Regions from separate parts of the Mus musculus genome. Here all the other regions are linked to region 2. A link is a contact called in public Hi-C data. All regions are on one chromosome and are shown on one strand. Each heading gives the region's core, a stretch centred on a gene start, on an enhancer-like site or on the middle of the called end of the contact. The rest is flanking DNA. Distances are from core to core; before and after follow the strand shown.

Evidence for each region. Hi-C and Micro-C count contacts between places; a contact is called where the count stands out from the background.
Region 1: a Hi-C map of cerebellum shows a contact between it and region 2, with 2.5 times the contacts expected there. The contact joins the enhancer-like site here to the promoter of Pcdh9 in region 2. A contact is called at or near these places in 1 of 39 promoter capture datasets (hippocampal neurons), 1 of 484 Hi-C or Micro-C datasets (cerebellum) and 2 of 115 datasets of contacts at active chromatin or transcription factors (embryonic forebrain and stem cell-derived neural progenitor cells).
Region 3: a Hi-C map of cortical neurons shows a contact between it and region 2, with 3 times the contacts expected there. The contact joins the enhancer-like site here to the promoter of Pcdh9 in region 2. A contact is called at or near these places in 1 of 39 promoter capture datasets (hippocampal neurons), 2 of 484 Hi-C or Micro-C datasets (cerebral cortex and cortical neurons) and 2 of 115 datasets of contacts at active chromatin or transcription factors (astrocytes and stem cell-derived neural progenitor cells).

The regions. Positions count from the first base shown.
Region 1 is chr14:91,657,257-91,661,080 of GRCm38.p6, forward strand. No RefSeq gene overlaps it. Among named protein-coding and RNA genes, the nearest start is that of Gm24127, 710 kb to the right of the region's middle. Within about 2 kb of position 1,960, at least 6 of the 459 cell types and tissues checked have an H3K27ac peak or open chromatin away from gene starts, as enhancers often do. A contact at or near this core is called in cerebellum, where this site is marked.
Region 2 is chr14:93,888,753-93,892,673 of GRCm38.p6, forward strand. Pcdh9 (protocadherin 9) reads right to left here and starts at 1,917. Exons shown (of 5, transcript NM_001081377.3): 1 at 1,369-1,917; 2 at 1-136.
Region 3 is chr14:91,887,480-91,891,386 of GRCm38.p6, forward strand. No RefSeq gene overlaps it. Among named protein-coding and RNA genes, the nearest start is that of Gm24127, 480 kb to the right of the region's middle. Within about 2 kb of position 2,037, at least 17 of the 459 cell types and tissues checked have an H3K27ac peak or open chromatin away from gene starts, as enhancers often do. A contact at or near this core is called in cortical neurons, where this site is marked.

The sequences.
Region 1 (3,824 bases), core at 710-3,209, 2.2 Mb before region 2:
TTCAATGAGAAGATGCCACATTTTGTTTTACAAGAATGCAATTGAAATGGCACATGGAATTAAATATGCAGAAGCTATATGTACATATACAGAAATTATGTATACATGAAATTAAGTATACATGTACTATATGTGCATGTGTGTCTCTTTATACAGACACACATGCATGCACACATCATTATACACCCATGAGTTCACGTGCACAAGTATACACAAAAACACACACACAAAACACTCACACAATCATATACACATACACATATGTTCACATACAAATCTCAGTGCCATCAGAGGAAGACCAAGGTCTAAACATCATTCTTTCTTGTGTCCATTTTAGCTGCCACAAGCATAGCAGTAATTCACAATTATAATATTCCTTTGGAAATATTTGGGAATATTAATAGTAAAACAATTTTCTAATCCTATGTTTTCAGCCATTTATGAAACTAGGAAGACACTTGCTAAAGTTCTGCATGTGATCATCCAAGCTATTTATCAGTTTTATTCATCACACAACTCAATGTCTGTGTTAGGAATGCTACTAATGTGATGAAACATCATGACCAAAAGAAACTGAGGAGGGAAAGGTATATTTCACTTGACACTTTCACAAAATTGTTCTTCACTGAAGGAAATTGAGTCAGGAACCTGCAGGCAGGAGCTGATGCAGAGGCCGCACAGGTGTGAAGCTTACGGGTTTGCTCTTGAGAGGCTGTTCATTATGGTTTCATATAGAAACCAAGAAGGCCAGCCAAGGATTCCCATCACTCAAAGTGGGCTGAGCCCTACAGGCTTGCCTGCCTATCGAGCTCAATCTTATGGAGACACTTTCACAAGAGAATTTCCTTCTGCTCAGATGTTTTTAATTATTGCCAAGCTGACATAAAGCTATCCAGGAAGCCCACATGTGTTACTGCAATGGTCATGGCAATTATTTTACAGAAATTATTTTATTCTCTGATAAGGGGTCAGACTTTCTCTTTTTAGCTCTTAACACATTTTCCAGAAATCCTTGTATTCAAGAATTCAGAAATTCTTGTAAAGTCAGAAAGGCTCTTTTTTCTCTTAGTTCTTTTCCTGTGACGATATCCTCAGCTTGGAAGACAGAAAGGACAAGAACTCATGAAGCAGTACATGAAAATTATATTGGGTTAAGTAAGTACTAGGGGAAAAAATCCTATGACAACTAAAATAATTAAAAAAGAAATTTCATAAGAGTTCTTCACTTTTAAATGGTTTTTATTGTCTATTTTAAATTGTTTTCTTTATATTATGTGAGTTTGAGACAAGGTCTTGTATGCTGTAACAAAAGTTGACATGGAACTCACAATGTAGCCTAGGCTAGATTCAGACTTTTAGTAATCTTGCTATCTCAGACTTTAGAATGTTGAATTTACAACTGCATATCATTACACTTAGAATACATAATTGACAGTAAGTAATTCTGGAAATTCAATTTTATCTAAAGAACAAAAGATTGCATCTTTCTTCAAGTGTTTCACACTCTCATGTTAATTATTCGCTTTCTTAGCATCATAAAAACTGCATTTCTCTTGACACTGTTATACAAATGATCTGATTAAACACATAGATGTGTGAATTATATCTCCCTTAACACGTTCTGCAGTGTGTGATTATTTATTGGATACCTGTGTATAGTGTATGAATATCTGGGTAAATACTCCCAATTGACAAATGTGTTCAAAGTTTAGATAGAATCTCTGTAAGGAAACAAATTAACCCGGAGACCTCTAAGACATTCGAAAATTTCCATAAAGAAATGTCCTTCACAAGAAACAGATTTTCTATTCACAGCCTCAGAGTGCCAGTAAGTAGGACAGAATTGATCAAATTTCCCCACATTTCCATTCAGGATTTTAAATTCATGATGTCATAGAAGCACCACAGCCAAGGTGTAGCTACTATTCTCATTTCAGCTAAATGAGATCCTTATGTCTCTTCCTTATTCATGGACCATAAGGAATCAGCTGGAAATGGCAGGAGCAGATGGGGGTAAGTATTGAGTGCCAAGTGAATATTTTTACTTCATGAGAGGAAGGTTTAGTTTTGAACATATGAATGTCAGCCAAAGGCTTTGGAAAATACTTTGTCATAGACCTTGAGACCATAGTGAGAGCTGGAGATTACAAAGAGTATTTATTATAAGCAATCATAAGGGCTTCCCGAACACTGTTAGTGTGGTTATAATCATTCATTTGTGTGGATAACAAAATACATTAGAGGTTTTTCTTTTTCTCTCACTTTTATTTGTATCTTCTGAGGGAGCTCAACTGCAAGATTGAAACCTCTGTCTTATGTATGTGGATTGAAATGAATTCATATGAAATGTCCTGAGGGAGACTATTTAATGAAGACTTGGATCACAGCACCAGAAAAGGAAACGCATCACACAGAGTATAGCTTATTTTTAATCCCACAAATGTAGCAATCCTGTCATCTTCAGAGTCACAAACAAGTCCCTAGCATTCTTTATATGGCTAGAATTTTCCATGAAACAGTTATGTGAGTGAAGATGCTGCCTTGCAAATCAGACACTTTCATAAATAAATATTATTTTCTTAAAGTAATTTATCTCATTTATCAGAAAGTTTAAATTTGAGACTCTTTTATTATTGATGCTGTGTCTACATCTGTGTGGTGTTGTTCACAGTAAAGATACCCTATTGGCTGGTCTGTATATTGATGGTTAGTAGAATTATAACAGAAGCCATTTTCAGGATAGTAGTTAGCATGTCTTTAGAACTTACAAGGTTTCAAACCCTATTCTAAATAATTTTAATTATTTATTTCAAAAATCAAGATTAAGAAGATGATGGCATTGTTCACTTCATTCAGAGAAAAGTGTACTATTAGAAAATAAATGTTTTCTCCATCGTCAATTTCTAATGAATGATTAAATTTCATTCTCTATGAAGACAATTTGTCTCAGTATCACACCTAGTAAGTCAACATTTAGCATATTTGATGTAGTAATAACTTAAGTAGTGGTGAAAAATAATTTATAAGAAACATAGAGAGCATATGAACATTTTAAAATATGCAAACCAACAAATACTCGAATAATTGGATACACAAGAAAATTCTGTATTTTTTTATTATCAGATATTTTCTTTATTTACATTTCAAATGTTATCCCCTTTCCCAGTTTCCCTCCCTCCCAGAAACACACTATCACATCCTCCTTCCCACTACTTCTATGAGGGTGTTTCACATCCACCAGCCCACTCCCACTTCCTTGTAAACCAAATAAAGGTAATGTGTTTTTTTTTTATAGAAATTAAGCAAATATTTCTTTTACTTGCTACTGAGAGGTTAAGAAGTCACCTTAGCAGTGATAAATAGCTTTATTTTATCAATTTCATTTGGTTATTTTATTTATTTATATTTCAAATATTATCCCCCTTCCTGCTTTTCCCTCTAAAAACATCCTATCCAACCCCTGCTTCTATGAGAATGCTTCCCCACTTACCAACCCACCAACTCTGCCTCACTGCCCTAGCATTCCCCCATGCTGGGGCATCAAGCCTTCACAGGATCAAGGGACTCCCATCCCAATGATACCAGATAAGGCCATCCTTTGCTACATATGGATAAATGGCTTTATAACATCAGATAGTTTTCCTCTCTCCAGAAAGGACTAATTTCACTTGACTTAGTATAAATAAGAGTATTTGGGGGTCAGGCAGCATGAGAGGACACGTTACCAAATTATTGAAAAAAATTAAAGAAAAGCCTTACTGATGAGTATGTCTTGGGTTGTGCTCAGTTGGAAGATTGCTTACATAGTAACTTTAAGCCCTGAC
Region 2 (3,921 bases), core at 667-3,166:
TTCCTGGATTTTAGAGTTTAAAGGTTCCCACTGAGGAGTGATGCACGAACTGCAAGAGGAAGTGTGCATGGACTGGAGAAGGAGGAGGAGGAGGAGGAGGAGGCATTACATCTCATCTCTTATGTGGAGACAGCCACTGTCAACACAATTGTACAGACAATATTATTCTTCAGTAAATGAAAACACAGTCACCAAAACATCGAAGCACACTCTCCCTGCACATTAGTAAACATGGCAGTTTGCTCTGCCACAGTTTGTAAGTTAACTCTGTGGCCACTGAATATCCCCTGCTTGTTGCATTTGCCCAGAGAAAATGAAATTCATCTACTTTTGAATTAAGGACAGCAGCAGCTATTTTTACCTGGAATCCCCCCACCCCCACACTGTTTTGGTTTTATTATAACACTGTTTAATTCAAAGTGTGCATTCTTATTTTGCTTTCCCACACACCCCCCACCCCCATTTAACCCTCCTCCTGGTCTCTAGCCCACCTCCCCTAGTTGTTTGCGATGGAAAGAGCTCAAGTATTTAGCTATGATTGCTGCCAACTGCTTTGTCACATGTTAGATATGATGTGTTTTCTTCTCTGCCACACTGAGTCATCTCCTCCTCTCAAAAGACTGCTTTTCCTTCCTCCCAGTTCTTCAACTGTCTCATAATCCAACCCTCCTGGAAAATGAGCATTCGGACATGCTGCTGCAGCCGCAGCAACAGCAGTAGTCACTGGCCACTAAGGGTTCTCATTGCCTCAAAGCACAAAACCAAGACTTGGCATTTCTTCCTCGGAGGGTGCTCTCCTTTCTCCATATTTCCACATTGCCCCCGTTGAGATAAATAAACACATTAAAACTTTTTAAAAAACGTATCCTAATAGACAATTGCTTATCACAGAGGTGGACCAGCATGCCGGGATGGAAGTGAAACACAGACAACATTCCTATGTAACATCACGGTATTTTTTTTTCTATTGAGCATAAAAGAACAAAAATGCAGTTTCTTAATCCGGTGTCTCATTAGAATATTAGTAACATTTGCTACACATAAATACCGCAACCCGGTAACACACGTAGAAGAACTTCCGCTCAGATGCCCCTCTAACTGCAGTTTAAATGGGTGCAAGGCTCCAGGCAGCTACCCACCCGGAGTAAGACTGGTCAGCTCCCAGGCTCTAATCTTATCTGCATTAGGCTACACAGTAGCTGATGCCCGCGATTAGTTCCAGCTGAGTGGTGCAGGTGGGGATGCAGATACAACCCAGTAGGCGAGCTCTACCCTAGCCAGCTACCCAATTACAAACACCTCTCATCTACGCCGAGGACACAACTAAAGACGGTATTTCGAATTGTTAATGCGAAACTTTACACTTACATTAGTTGCCTCAACCTTGCCCCTTTCCCGGTAGGCTGCAGTTAAGAAGGATTTGCTCCAACACATAGAAAGCCATGCATCTGGTAGCACCAGTTTGGGGAGAATTCAGAAGCAGCAAAACGTTTTCTCCTTGTAAAATGTGTGGCTTCGGGCTGGCAAATTAGCAACTCCCGAGAACAAATTCACAGATTTGTCGTTAGTCATTCTCTCCACATTTCCTCGCTTTTACCCACTGGGTCTGGGCTCTTCTGGTATTTAACGCACACCACATCCAATTGCACTTCTTCAGCTCGGGAGTGTATCCCACCGCATCCAGCCTACCATTTGCATCCGATGGCAATACTGCTGAAGTCTCTAACTTCTAGTAGGAAACGTCAGAGTTGGGTGATGGTGATTTTCTGGATGTTTTCCCGGGGTGCCAATTGCCCGGCAAATTCTTAATCCGTGAGTCCTTTCGCGCTTAAGAGACTGAGGCTCTCCATCCTACCTCGCGTACTCTTCGTTTTTCCCTTCTCTTCTGCCCCCCTCTCCTTCTCCCTCTCCTCTCTCTCCTCTCTCTGAACTGAATTTCTTGATATAACTCTCAATAAGCCCAGAGGGAGGGCGTGACGACCGAGGCCCCACCTCCGGGTCCTGATTGGCCAGCATCTTGCAGTGCGGGAGGCTGCAGAGGGCTGCGGGAGGGGGCGCGGAACAAGGCGCTGACTGTCTTCAGCCTCCCCCTCCCCAGCGCCCCTCGGCAGCCGCGAAAACCTGGAGGAACGATCCCGGTCCCGGGAGAGCTGTTTTCAGGACGCGCACTGAGCATGCCCGGCAGGGGCCAGCACCCGGGGTGGCTCGGGAGCTCTGGAGCTCTTACCCAGCTTGCGGCGGCGGAGCCAGGGCGGTGCGGTTGCACCGGAGCGAAACCCGGGAACCTAGATTCTCGCCACCGGGTGGTGAGGGTCATTGAGGCCGCTCTTCTCTTGATGCATTTCTGTCTGCAAAGTGGAAAGGGCTAAATTGCAGAGATGGCTGAGACGCGCAGCCACCCCTCAGTGAGGAGTTTTGGCCAGCAAATCCTGGAGCGCATTAAACCATTAAACCGGCTCTGTGCCGGGTGCTGCAAATTGAGGCATTTGCTGGCAGGGACATCCGAAGGAAGGGCGAGGAGGGCGGAGAGCTAAAGATAGGGCAGTAGACATTTGAGTCTCGGTGGAAAATGGAAAGAAAATTAATCTGGGCTTTTACTGCGTGCAGGGTCACTGAAAGTGCCTGGGGAAAAGGTACGTTGTAGCTGGGGTCCCTGGGCGCAGCCACGGACAGTTTGCTGAGCAAGAAGTCTCCTTTCCTGGGATCTGATCGGAGCTTAGGCGCCTGGTCGTGGCAGAGCCTCTGTCGTTCTTTTGCCTCGCAGGGAACCCGGAAAACCTAGCTCTCTGGAACGAAGGCTTCATCTGAGCCTGCTGTCAGCTCACCTATGTGCGAACTTTGCTTCCGTCTGGCTTGAAGGAATCCCAAGCAGCTGTTAGCCAAGCTGCAAAGCTCCTTTCCCCCTTGCCACTTACTGCTGGACACATTTCCCTGCCAGGCATGGCCCTGACTTCAGCTCTGTAGTACATCCGCACAATCTTGTTTCTCATTTTTATACCAGGGCTGGATGGGATACTTCAGAAAGGGTCACCCTGATTTCTGTCATATTCCCTCAAAGCCTCACTCATCTTTAAAAACCAGTAAGTTAGGAAGGTTTGGCAGCACCGGTGCCAGACAGGTGCCTGAATAAAGTTTGATATAAAACCCTATTAGTTAAGTAACAAATCCCCACCTGAATGGTAATATAAAGGTGATCTGAGGTCTTACAGCATGGTTGACTTTTGCTAACTTGGACGAAGAATACAGGGCATTTATTCTAAACCTTGTGTTTCTCACACTGTGGCAGGATGTAATGGCTTTAAATTCGGGCTTTTTAATTTGGGAGAATCTCACGTTTGTGACTATTGATACTTTTTTTTTTAAAAAGCATGAACATTTAATTTTTGATAACCAAGTTAAAAGTAAAAAACAAATCACAAATCAAGCCTTCCAAGTCTCTAGTGTGTAATCTGAAATTTAGCTGTCTTGTTTGGCATCACCGTTTTCTCATATAAAAACGTAATTCCCATTTAATATTAAAACTTTACCTTAGGTGCATCCTCACAGTAAAATCTCAATGTCTAAAAGTTCACCGTGCAATCTTCCAACCTCTTGTGCTGTAAGATATTTTTCCTTATAGGCAGTATGTTGATGGTGCTTGCACTCAGTCAAAAGGTAATAAATTAATATTTAATGTGATTAGGATGAACAAGGTTTAAAGAAAGAAGACCCCTATGTGTCCGGATGTCAGGAGGACGAAAACAACCTCCCCAAACAGCTCTGGTGAATTAGAGGTTCGTTCTTTTCATTGCACTGCGGTGAATGATCTTGTGCCATTCACAAAACTGAAGCGAATGTAGCATGTTCTTCTGCTTGCATATTCGCTGTGAACTGTTCTGGTACCATCAATATCAACAACAGCACAGCTACTTTCCAGTTGGT
Region 3 (3,907 bases), core at 787-3,286, 2.0 Mb before region 2:
TTCCACAATTACTATGTTCTGGAATTTCTGGCAAAATTTCTGAAATATTTCATGACAGAAAACATATGATGGTTTTTAATTTTACAGAAAGAACCAAAGAATTCAATAAAGTGAACATTTATATTCTTAGACATTAAAGAAGTGTTATCCCTCCTCTCATGGAATTGGAAAACAAAACTGAAAAAAATACACTTTTATGTTAGACATGGTAGCGGAAAGGTTGATTTTTTTTTTAAATAAACCACTACAAAAATTATTATTGAAGCAAAATACTACATTTCAGGTTCTGTCCTTTATTGATCTTATCTTGAGTCTTATTTTTTGTTACACTTCTGCATGAATGGTGTCTAATACTACTAAGTGTACATTCCTGATTGTCTTTAGGCTGAAGTGGTTCTGAAAAGACTATGAACCTAGAGCAGTTTTAATCTATTTTGTTATCAGTGCACAATAGCAGGGGTTCTACTAAAATTTGTATTCCCTCACTGGATGAGAAGAAAATCCCTAAGTTTTATTAATACATGAATAATGATGTGTACCCCAGCTCTACACACACACATGTGTGTGTGTGTGTGTGTGTGTGTGTGTGTGTGTGTGTATTTGTGTGTGGTACTCAATTTTAGAATGTATGTTCATTTATACATTAAAATTTTGAAAAACTCTTAAATTTTATATATTAAGTAATACTTTAAGTGACACATTTTCTTTTGGTTGTTTTTTAAGAAAATGTAAATTTATGGAACCTTTCTCACTTGATATCATGTTTTCATTTCTAGAAAGTTCCAGAATTTCTAAATTATTTTAATACTGGGTATTTGCTTCACGTTGGGTGCCATCTATAGTGGGAGTTTTAACTATGCCAAGTTGGCTCCCTGTAGACATATCTGCCCAGTAAATATTTTTGGATTCCAAATGTAACACATATACAAATTAATTTATTTTTAAAACCCTTGTCTACCTCAAAGGCCTGAACCTTCCCCTGTAAATCCAGGCCCTATCAGGGAAGTGGCCAGTGACCATTTAAATCTAACATAGCTGATTGGCTTTATCTCCTGTCACTATTGTGTTCCATACTTGGTTTTCCAAGTCATGGTAAATTTTTCTCCTTCCTCTCTGCATCCTCATCTGCACAACCCTGTGCCCAAACACTGACCGTTGGCATCTTCATTGATCGATCAGAAAACAATGAGGTCAAAAAAACCTTTAGAATTTGGGCATGCAGATTTCTGATTAAATCACAGTATTAGAACCAATCTCCAGTAAAAAGCCGTTTAGAGAGAATTACAAATACCCCTCACTTTATCTATCTACACAAATAGATACATAACCTTATATTTTATAAAATGTCTTATTGTATAGCCCTGGTAGCCTGGAACTTCAAATGTCAACTGGGCTGACCTAACCTCTTGGAAATCCAACCTATTTTTTTTTATCATCTCTAATGCAAAGATTAAATGCCTACATCACCAAAACCTGTCAGATGAATGGTCTTAATTATTAAGTTTAATATCTTTATACACTATAAGAAATATATACATTCATTCTTGAAAAGAACAGAGAAGCTAAGCATGTTAAAGCATTTCCTAAGCTCTGACATTGTATCAATGGCAAAAATCTGACTTAAAACCAGGGCATCTGACTCTACAACTCAAATTCTTTCCTATGCTGAAAGCAGGCCAAGGGTTTCTGGCTCAGTGACTCTAAGAAAGCAGCTGCTAAATGAAGATCATAGACATTTCTCCCTGTGATGCACAAAAGAAAGCTGTTGTTCCTGCTGTTCTTCCCTTGCTCGCATGTGGGGCCGCACGCACCCGCACAGATCTGAAAAAGTTTGTCCTCGATTGTATCCATCCAGTTCTCTAGGGGCATTGATGGGGTGGAGGGTGAAGCATCAGATAACAGACGTGTCAGGGACACAGATGTGTTTCCAGATTAGTCAGGAGGCATTACAGGCACAAAGAAATGCCATCTAAAAGGGAAGGACAGCAGATTGCTTCCTCACGGTCAAGACAGTAGGGCTCCTCTTGTCTTATCTTCAGGTTTTGGCAACCCAGCTTGGTTTCCCTGGATACAAGAGCTACTCTGCTTAGCAGGACTGAATCATCAAGTGTGTTGAATTTGTTCAGCTTGTCTTACGAAGGACAAACGCTCCCTGTAGAATGTGAGACATTCTATTTTTAAGAAAGTGAACAAAAATAAGATGACATGTAAAACACTGAGTAGGGCCGTGATATCTAGTTTGATCTTATAGTACTGTTTATTTTAAAAGTAAAGAAGTCACCCTGAGTATATTACAATTCTCTAGCCTTTAGGAATAAAAGGAACCTTAAGTAGAATTATGATTGTAGTTTTCAAAGTCTTTAACTGGGACTTGTGGCTCTTCATTACATAATTCATCCATATCACATATAATAATGTCATGTATATTCTATTTCCTGCATTTTTCAGTGTGAAGTTTCTTCACAATTAACCAAACCACAAAAGTATGAACAGTGTCACTTCTACCATCTTAACTCAAGCTCATCCACCCCCATAAGCTCCTGTATATGATTTGTACAGTATGTTAGCTTCATATTGGTTGGTCTTTAACATAAATTATTTTCAGTTTTAGAAAGATAATAGTTAAACTAAAAGTATGTCAGACACATAATTTTTACATAAGAGGCTAAAAGATAATAAAGAATATGGAAAATTCACAGCCATAACAATGGATTTGAGTATATATTTGGGTCCTGATGAAAAGTGGTCAGCATACTCACATTGTGTGAAAATGTCATGGATAGCTTGAGCTTGAGCTATCTGATAGCGCTGAACTCCTAGGCAATCTGATATAAGGGTCTTAGGGTGAGGCAGTAAAGACTTTTAGTATGACAAAATACTTAGGTTGGTAACAACAGAATATCAATTCTTCATTCGTACCCTGGAGCTCTTGACTCTAGCTGCATATGTATCAAAAGATGGCCTAGTCAGCCATCACTGGAAAGAGAGGCCCATTGGACTTGCAAACTTTATATGCCCGAGTACAGGGGAACACCAGGGCCAAAAAGTGGGAGTGGGTGGGTAGCGGAGTGTGGGGGGAGGGTATGGGGGACTTTTGGGATAGCATTGGAAATGTAAATGAGGAAAATACCTAATAAATATATATATATATATATAAAGAATGACTCACTGCAGCTTGATGAAAAGAGTGTTAGGGATTCAATCTCCTTTTTGATGATAGGGTCGAATTAGACAAGCACATTTTACTGAGAGTCTCTACACTAGTTTGGATTGAGAACAGTGCATGAAATACAGGTCTTTTTAAAATGGAAATGATCTATGTTAAGAAAGAACAGTTGCACAGATATTAGCTTACAACCCAGGCCCTCTGAACATCAGGTGTTTGTCATCCCTCTGTACTGCGGGACCTGAAATCATCACAGAATTTTAATGTTGTATTCCCTGCAGAGAACAACATTATGATCATTCAGATTATACATGTTTCTTGGGTAACAAAGAGACTCATCACTCACAATCAGAGACTATGTCTCTAAGAGTCAGGAGAGCTATGTGTCTAATGTTAGAAAAGAAAAAAAAATGAACCAAGAAGCCTGCCATATACTACAGAATATACATACTTTACCTATGACTTTTTTCATTACATCTGTATATTAATGAGTGAAGCTTAATACTCTAGAGAAGAAATGTTTAGTTTATGTTTAGTTTAAAAATAAAAATCCCACCCTCAAAAACATTATTTAGGAAAACCCAAATATTCTTATTTCTTATCCAAGTTTTGTCTTTTTAATAGTCATCCCCTGAGATTTATTCTTGGAGTTCATTGGTATATTAAACTCTTCCAAGATTTAAATTTTATCCAAAAACTGTGTGTCCATTTGGAGAACCTCTTTTTGTATGACTTAATTTT